Regions from separate parts of the Sus scrofa genome. Here region 2 is linked to region 1. Evidence: chromatin contacts called from public Hi-C data. All regions are on one chromosome and are shown on one strand. Each heading gives the region's core, a stretch centred on a gene start, on an enhancer-like site or on the middle of the called end of the contact. The rest is flanking DNA. Distances are from core to core; before and after follow the strand shown.

Region 1 (3,976 bases), core at 486-2,985:
CTAGATTTTACATTTGGTAGTCAGTTGAATCGTACAAAGAAAATGCACTTAAACAAGTCTCTAAATTATATAATTCAGTCATGTCTCATTTGGTTTTAGATGTTACACACTTAATTTTTCACCTCTTTGCTTTGTTCTGCATAAACTTTTGTTGTTCAACAGTTCTGAACATTTTGGCATTTTATATAATAGTTCAAAACAATGTTTTAAAATTCAGTGCACTTCCTCTTAATGTCATCTGGGCTTTATGTTTTGTTTTTGTTTTTGTTTTTTTACCATTCCTTTTGTATGAAATGTTTCCACTTATAAATAATTGTATGTACTTTTTCTACCAGGATGTATAACCATTGACAATGTATGTTTCATCTGAATCATGCAAAGATTTATTTAAGTCATTTCTAAGAGTATAGTTCAATAAGTGTCGTCTGAAATTTGAGAGAAGGTGTAGATGATTGGCTATATTTCATTTATAAAATTCCCAGTTTTTAGAACTAGTGCAGTTCTGTTATTTTCTTGGCTTTATCATTTTGCCTAAAATAGGATATAAAAGGGACAAAAAAAGTAAAATAGCCTCTTTTTGTATGTGTGAATTATATTTGTAACAAATGCTTTTATATGACCATGTTATACTTGATAAAATATATATACATATATATATTAACCAGTTAAGTTATTTCAAGTTCTTGTGGCTTTTCTGAAATTGCTGCCTCTTAGGGTGTGAGACGTGAAGGTTTCTTGACTCTTGGCTTTAGCCGTCAGCACGTGTCACTCCTGTGACCCTTGACTCCAACATGGAATGCGTTTTCTGGGAAGTTGTCGTGGTTCTGCATGACATGAAGGACTCGGGAGAAAGAACAACCCACCCTTTTGCACTGGAGCCTTGTTTTTAGTCCTCATTGTAAAAATATAAAAGAATTGTATTAGTATGAAAACCTGAAAAAAAAATAAGAGCCAACATTTATTGAGCCCTTTCTCCATGCCGTGAACTCTGCTGAGGTCCACGTAAATTATTTCAGGTTTACAGCAGTCTGCAGCTGGTAGGTCAGTACTTTATCATCCCCGTGTTATGGATAAAGAAGCTGACGCTCAGTTAAGTAATGTATTCTAGGTTCCCCAGGTGTCACGGTTGGAATCAAGTCTCAACCGCAGGGCTGTCTCAACCGCAGGGCTGATGTAAGCATACTCTTAAGACTGTGTAATCGCTAAGGAATATTAGGTAGTGTTTAACAATAGAAAATGCATCCTGTAAAATTTTTAATTGTGGCAAAATATGTGTAACAGAATTTACCATTTTACCAAGTTTTAAGTGTATAGTTGAGTGGCTTGAGTACATTCACATTGTCCTGTAACCGTGACCACCATCCATGTCCAAAACGTTCTCACCATTTCATGCTGAACCTTAGAAAATGTACTTTTAAAGCATTCTTAGTTTTCCTTTCATCTGTTGAGATAAGCCAAAGAATACAATCAAGTAGGCTCTCGGTTTCCCCTCCCCCCCCCTTTTTTTTTTGTTTCTTTTTATGGCTACACCTGCTGTGTATGGACATTCCTGGGCCAGCAGTTGAATCGGAGCCATAGCCACGGCAGTGCCAGATCCTTAACCCACTGAGCCACAACCGGAGCTCCATCCCCTCACTTTTGAACCTCACGAGAAAGAGTTCGACTTTGGGTTCCTTCCTGCCTTTAGGGCTCTTAGCGTCTTGTCCTGCGGAAGCTGTTCCGTCTGCAGATGCTCTCTGGTTTCCTGGGCCCTTACGTCTCCCTCGAGGCGGTGTTGTTGCCAGAGCGCCCACACGTGCCTTGTTCCTTGCTACCCAGCAATGCAGTAGCGATCCTTCAGCAGGAAGTTGTCTGACGTCACACGGAAGGAATGTGGGCCAAGGGAAGGGGCAGCGGGGGGGTGGGCCCTTTCCGAGCTGCCAGAGCACCGGGAGGTTGTGTGGAAAGCATGGTGTTCAAGTTCCCAAGAAGCCGTTTGTGAAGGGTTGATCATACCTTCCCTGGATAGGCTTGTTTTTCATGCTGAGGACTTAAGTAGAATTTATGAGTATTTAAAATTACTTTAAGTGCCGCTTGGACAAGGTATTTCTTTTGATACAGAGATGAAGATAGCCCATAAGGGACTTGTTGCCTAGAGATCTCAGAAGCAAATGGAATCCTACCTACTTCCTGAGCTGATTTACTGTAAAGATAGTACTATGGCCACACTGTTCCCAACTGACATCATGTCACAGTATTTGTACAACTATAGAAATCTTTGAAGTGGCAACCATTGTGTATTCTTGACAATATAGTCACCATATGTAAATCTCTGAGTTTTTCTTTCCTAGAGGCTGGAAATTGTTTCTGTGTTGATATGATTACATATGAGGACCATTCAGTAACATCTAAAGTTCAGCAAAGCTGCTGCCTTCACAATCAGTACGCAAAAGTCTGCTGTACTCATGTGTGTATGGCAGCAACTAATAGAAAAGGAATGGATTTAGAAAGATGTCTTGGGAGTTGCTGTCGTGGCGCAGTGGTTAACGAATCCAACTAGGAACCATGAGGTTGTAGGTTCCATCCCTGGCCTCGCTCAGTGGGTTAAGGATCTGGTGTTGGCGTGAGCTGTGTTGCATGTCATAGACGTGGCTCAGATCCCTTTTTGCTGTGGCTGTGGTGTAGGCCTGCGGCTACAGCTCTGATTAGACCCCTAGCCTGGGAACCTCCATATGCCGCAGGAAGCAGCCCTAGAAAAGGCAAAAAAAAAAAAAAGAAAGATCTCTTAATAGCATGAAAAAATTTGAAGTACCTAAGAATAAGCCTAACGAAACATACACAAGATCTTCATGGAGAAAACTTTAGACGGTAGCAGGAGGCATTTAAGGAGACTGTAAATAAATGCAGTGCTCTGTGTTAGGCATGGGTTGGAAGCCACAACTTGGAAAGATATTCATTCATAATTTTACAGGTATTAAAGCTTATAGCTTTAATGTGACCACATCCAATATAATTTTTGAATCATTTGCAAGTTGCAGACATGAAGCCTCCTTAACCCTCCTTTAGTGATACTCCCTTAAACAAGAGTACTCCCGCGCAACTGGAGTATGACCATCAGAGTCAGACTGACGTTGACGGATGATGTCTGGTCCACAGACCACAGTCAGAGTTTGCTGATTGCCCCATAAAGTCCCTCTGCTCCAGATCCCAGCTCCGGATCACATGGTACATTTAGTTGTCCTTTATCTTTTCTTCTTCAATCTGGAAAAGTTTTGGGTTTGGGGGTGGTTGGTTTGTTTGCTTTCTATCTTTTTAGGGCTGCACCTGCGGCATATGGAAGTTCCTGGGCTAGGGGTCACAGTGGAGCTGCAGCCATAGTCCTCCGCCACAACCACATGGGAGCCAAGCTTCATCTGTGACCTACGCCACAGCTCACTGGCAACACCAGATCCTTAAGCCCCTGAGCAAGGCCAGGGATTGAACCCATAATCTTACAGACACTATGTCTGGTTCTTAACCTGCTGAGCCACAATGGAAATTTCCAGAGCAGTTTTAAGTCTTTTTTTCATGGCCTTAGACTTTTTTGAGGGGCCACACCCAGAGCCTGCAGTAGTTCCCAGACCAGGGATCAAACCTGCACCACAGCAGTAACAACACCGGGTCCTTAACCACTAGGCAACCAGGGAGCCCCAGACCTTAACCCTTTCGAGGGTACAGGCAAGTACTTTGTAGCATGTCTTAGACTCAGGACTTTTTTTTTTTTTCCCCACAGAAACCCCGCAGAAGTGATAGGTGTTATGCTTTTCCCTGTATCCGATCAGGAAGGACACCGGGTGAAGTCCTATTCCTGATGACAGAGACTTTGATCCCTTGGTCAGGATAGCATCTGTCCGATTTCTCCACTGAAAGTGAAAGGCACTTTGCGGGAGGGTCTTTGAGACCACGGGAACGTAAATGTTGTTTCTCATCAATGGTCACCAATTAGTTTGAGTCGTTA
Region 2 (3,976 bases), core at 436-2,935, 100 kb after region 1:
AATTCCTCCTCCTTCCTCGTTACCCGTGATAAATTTGTCGTAGGCAATGATTTCTCTGGCGAGATCCTGTTGGCTGTCTGCTGTTTTCCGCCTTCATCCTGGTCCTTCCCTCAGCTGGCCATCCGTGTGTGTGTGTGTGTGTGTGTGAGAAGAGGCAGGAAGGTTCACCGCTGGGGCCGTTTCTCTCTCTTTAAAACTCTTTTATTGGCAGGCTTTGTGATCTTCAAAGCAGCCTGGATCCGAGGTGACCCCTCTCCCTTGAGTCCCCATGCTGGGGAGCGAGAGCTGCGGGTATTTTTGTCGTTTTGACGACGTGCATGTTTGCACAGCCTCGGACAGCCTGATAGCGTGGGCCTCGCCAGATCTGCAGGGATGAGAGCGAGTCAGCGTTTCCAAGCCCCCTTTCACCCCAAATCTAGACACACCGAATACTTGCCACCAGACTCTGGAGTAAAGCACACATCACGTTTATAGGGCCTCCTTGCCTTTGACCCATCCTCGGGAGCACAGCCCCGATTCTCTACCTTGCTTTGCAGTGGGTGCTCCTCAGCCTCTCTCAGTGTTTGTGATTTTCCGCAGTGCCTGATCCTGGATAAGTTTGAAAGCTACGATGATGAATTTCAGCTCACCCAACGAGCTCTGTCTCTGCTGGAGGAAAACAGGTTCTGGGCTGGCGTGGTATTCCCTGACCTGTATCCTTGGACCAGCTCCCTGCCACCCCACGTGAGGTACAAGATCCGAATGGACATAGATGTGGTGGAGAAAACCAACAAGATCAAAGACAGGTGATGTCTCAGGAGGTCGCAGAAGGCCCCGGGCATCCCCGACAATGTGTGGGGAGGAAAGGGGCTCCTGTGGGCTCGAGCCACCCACCCCTCCTGGGGCAGAAGGGTTACTCGGAAAGGCCTGGAAGCGCTTTGGTATCAGAGAACTAAGACAGCCAGTTGGGGCTGCTCTTCTGTGGGACCAGGAGGGCTCAGCCTCACTGTCTTGATCCCCTCAACTCAGCACGTGTCCCCGGATGGCCTTTGTGCAATTTGGTGATGAACATGGAACTTCTGCAAATGGTGTTTCCCCACAGTCACTGGAAACTACTTTTGGGACAGAGTGGGGGATTGAGATAGGACTCCGCCTATAAATCAGTAAAATTAGCTTAGATAAGAGAAAATAATATATGTGTAAAGCTCAGGGTAGAGTCCTTGAATGAAAGCAATTACAAGCCACGCTGTGGCTAACCCTGGCAACAGATGTAGACCATGAACTAGGAAATAGGATTGGATCATGCGGAGAAGGAGGGGGGCGTTGAGGACTGAAGTTGGGGGTGGGGGGGCGTCGAGGAGGAGTCCTGAGCTTGAGGAGAGCTGTCCATGTCTGTCAGCATCCTCACGTCTCCTGGTCTCTCCTAGGTACTGGGATTCTGGCCCCAGAGCCGACCCCGTGGAAGACTTCCGTTACATCTGGGGAGGGTTTGCCTACCTGCAGGACATGGTTGAACAGGGGATCACAAGGAGCCAGGCCCAGGCCGAGGTGCCCGTCGGCATCTATCTCCAGCAAATGCCTTACCCCTGCTTCGTGGATGACGCGTGAGTCCGAGGTCCCAACCCCTCCAGAACGAGCTAACCAGGCTGCTGGGGCAGGGCGGGTGGCCTTGCTCCCCAGGCCTCCGTCTCTTTGGGGGAAAACCCAGGTCCTGGGGCCAAGCCGAGGAGAACGGAGCTCTGCTGGACGAGCCTGCCTCTCCCTGGCTCCAAGCAGGGCCACATGGGAGAGAGGAGTTGGTGGGGTGGGTGGAAAAGGGAAGGTGAAAATGAAGGCCGGGGAAGTGAGGTCGGGGGAGGGAACAAAGGCTTTGAAAATTTCCACTACGTAGCAGGTTTGGTATGTGGAAGGGTTCAGGTCAGAGTGTTTGCCCAGGGATTTGCCAAATCGGCAATTAGGACTCTGCATCACAAGTAGGTCCGGCTCCTAGGAGGCTTGGAATAATGCTGCGCCTTCCCTAACTGGCATTCCCACGGTGTCTGCTTCCTGAGAAGGTGGAGACATGTGCTGCATGAGCTGGGCGGTCCCCCCCCCAGCCCCCCCCACCCCGCCCACTCCCACCCTAGGCCTGTGCCTTTGCTGGCCAGTAGCAGGCCAAGCAAGTAGCCTGCTGCTTTCTGAACGTGCATTTGAGGGGTGGTAGAAGGAGACGGAGCGGGAGAGGGGCTGGGAGGGCTCACGTCCATGGCAGATGGGCACTCTGCATCCCAGCTAGCAGCAAGAGGTTTGCGACGGCCTTAAGGATTCAACTTCTAGGAACAAACTGGGACGCTCACCATAGTGTGTGTGTGTGTGTGTGTGTGTGTGTGTGTGTGTGTGTGTGGCGGGGGGTCACTCAGGGAGGAGAGAGCACAGCCCAGGGAAAGGACGGATCGAATTGCCGGCTGGTCAGGCGGTAAAATAAAGCCCAGTGTGGGTGTAACCTCCCAAATTCCTTCCTCTGCTCTACAGCAGGCCAAGGAGCTAATGGGAGCTGTTCTGCTGTCAGTTTGGGTTTGGACAGTAGGCAGAGATGGGAAGTGGAGGCAGTGGCAAAAGCCCTTTTCCACTTTTAAGATCAGAATAGGAGTGACTGGCGGGGAAGTGGGGTTGACCATAAGGCCGCAGCAGGGATTCTGGGCGTTCAGTGTGGGAGAGCCCCCTGGTGGCAGGTCCCCAAAGGGCAGGTTGGATAATTGATGGTTCTCCCCCTGGGGCCATCTTGAGTGAAACCCTCCCACGCTGAAATTGGGCTCTTCCTGTGACACGCAACAGTTTTCAATAGGTAATAATCTAAAGGGCTTTATTAGCACATCAAGCACCTGGAAAACATGCGCAAAGTTCACAGTGCAGTAATTCCAGAATATCCAATGCACCCTGCTTGCTGGAATGAAGACCCCTGGGTGTACTCCACTGGGGTGCGACTGGTGGAGTCAGTGACTCTGGATCACCATCGATTTATTGATGAGTCAGTCGCCTCCTGGAAGTGCCACTCTGACTAGTTATCTTGTGCCTCTTCCTGTGTAACGGGTTCAATCCTCCAAGGTAGACAGTGCTTCACCGGGGAGCCCGGTTTCTGACCTCACCACCACCATTCCCTTAGTCCGTGGGCTTGGGCCTCAGTGTCAATCTGATGTATCTGCCTGTTGCTGTCACCTCCCCCAGCACAGTCTGCCGTCCTTTCTGGGAGATACTCCCAGAAGGTCTGTGCCAAGTCACAGACACGGTGTAATTTTATTTACGCATTACACTCAGAGGCCACTCATCTGAACTAACCAAAACGCTAGCTGAGATCTGGGAAGAATGTCTGTCCTGCGTAACATGCAGAGTACAGTTTTATCCACACATTTCCGCATAGAGCTTTCGCCTGGGCCAACCAAAAGGCTACCATCTTACTCTAAAGAAAAAGTAATCCCTTGCAGCCTAGTGCGATGTTTTTAAAGACTCAAGTCCACTGAATACTCCCTGGGGATTTTTTTGCTGTCCCCTCCCCCTGGGCTTTGTCCTTGATACGTTCATTCAACAAACACTTGCGGCACCTCCACCAGGTGCAAGGCCATCTGCTGTTCTGCTTCTCTCCTTTCGCTTTAGTTTTATGATCATCCTGAACCGCTGCTTCCCTGTCTTCATGGTGCTGGCCTGGATCTACTCCGTCTCCATGACCGTAAAGAGCATCGTCTTGGAGAAGGAGTTGCGACTGAAGGAGACCTTGAAAAACCAGGGTGTCTCCAATGCCGTGATTTGGTGCACCTGGTTCCTGGACAGCTTTTCTATCATGTCGATGAGCATCTGCCTCCTGACACTCTTCATCATGGTAAGCTGGAAGGAGAAGGCCCAGAAAATCGTGAACAGTTTTGTTGCTCCCACTTTTCCTCTTGTTAATGAAATCTTGCCTAGATTGGTTATCTGGCACCAAAGAGAGAATGACGTGTAATTGCCTGGCCATTTCGGCCAAGGC

What was found. Hi-C and Micro-C count contacts between places; a contact is called where the count stands out from the background.
Region 2: a contact with region 1 is called in a Hi-C map of retroperitoneal adipose tissue, with 2.0 times the contacts expected there. The contact joins two enhancer-like sites. A contact is called at or near these places in 1 of 5 promoter capture datasets (liver), 9 of 47 Hi-C or Micro-C datasets (alveolar macrophages, embryonic fibroblasts, fibroblasts and 3 more) and 1 of 2 datasets of contacts at active chromatin or transcription factors (skeletal muscle).

What each region holds. Positions count from the first base shown.
Region 1 is chr4:123,157,621-123,161,596 of Sscrofa11.1, forward strand. ARHGAP29 (rho GTPase-activating protein 29) reads left to right here. Exons shown (of 23, transcript XM_013997364.2): 23 at 1-655. Among named protein-coding and RNA genes, the nearest start is that of ABCA4, 43 kb to the right of the region's middle. Within about 2 kb of position 1,736, at least 3 of the 83 cell types and tissues checked have an H3K27ac peak or open chromatin away from gene starts, as enhancers often do. A contact at or near this core is called in retroperitoneal adipose tissue, where this site is marked.
Region 2 is chr4:123,259,271-123,263,246 of Sscrofa11.1, forward strand. It overlaps ABCA4 (retinal-specific ATP-binding cassette transporter), which reads left to right. Exons shown (of 51, transcript XM_021090184.1): 12 at 580-785; 13 at 1,407-1,583; 14 at 3,610-3,832. Among named protein-coding and RNA genes, the nearest start is that of ABCA4, 59 kb to the left of the region's middle. Within about 2 kb of position 1,686, at least 12 of the 83 cell types and tissues checked have an H3K27ac peak or open chromatin away from gene starts, as enhancers often do. A contact at or near this core is called in retroperitoneal adipose tissue, where this site is marked.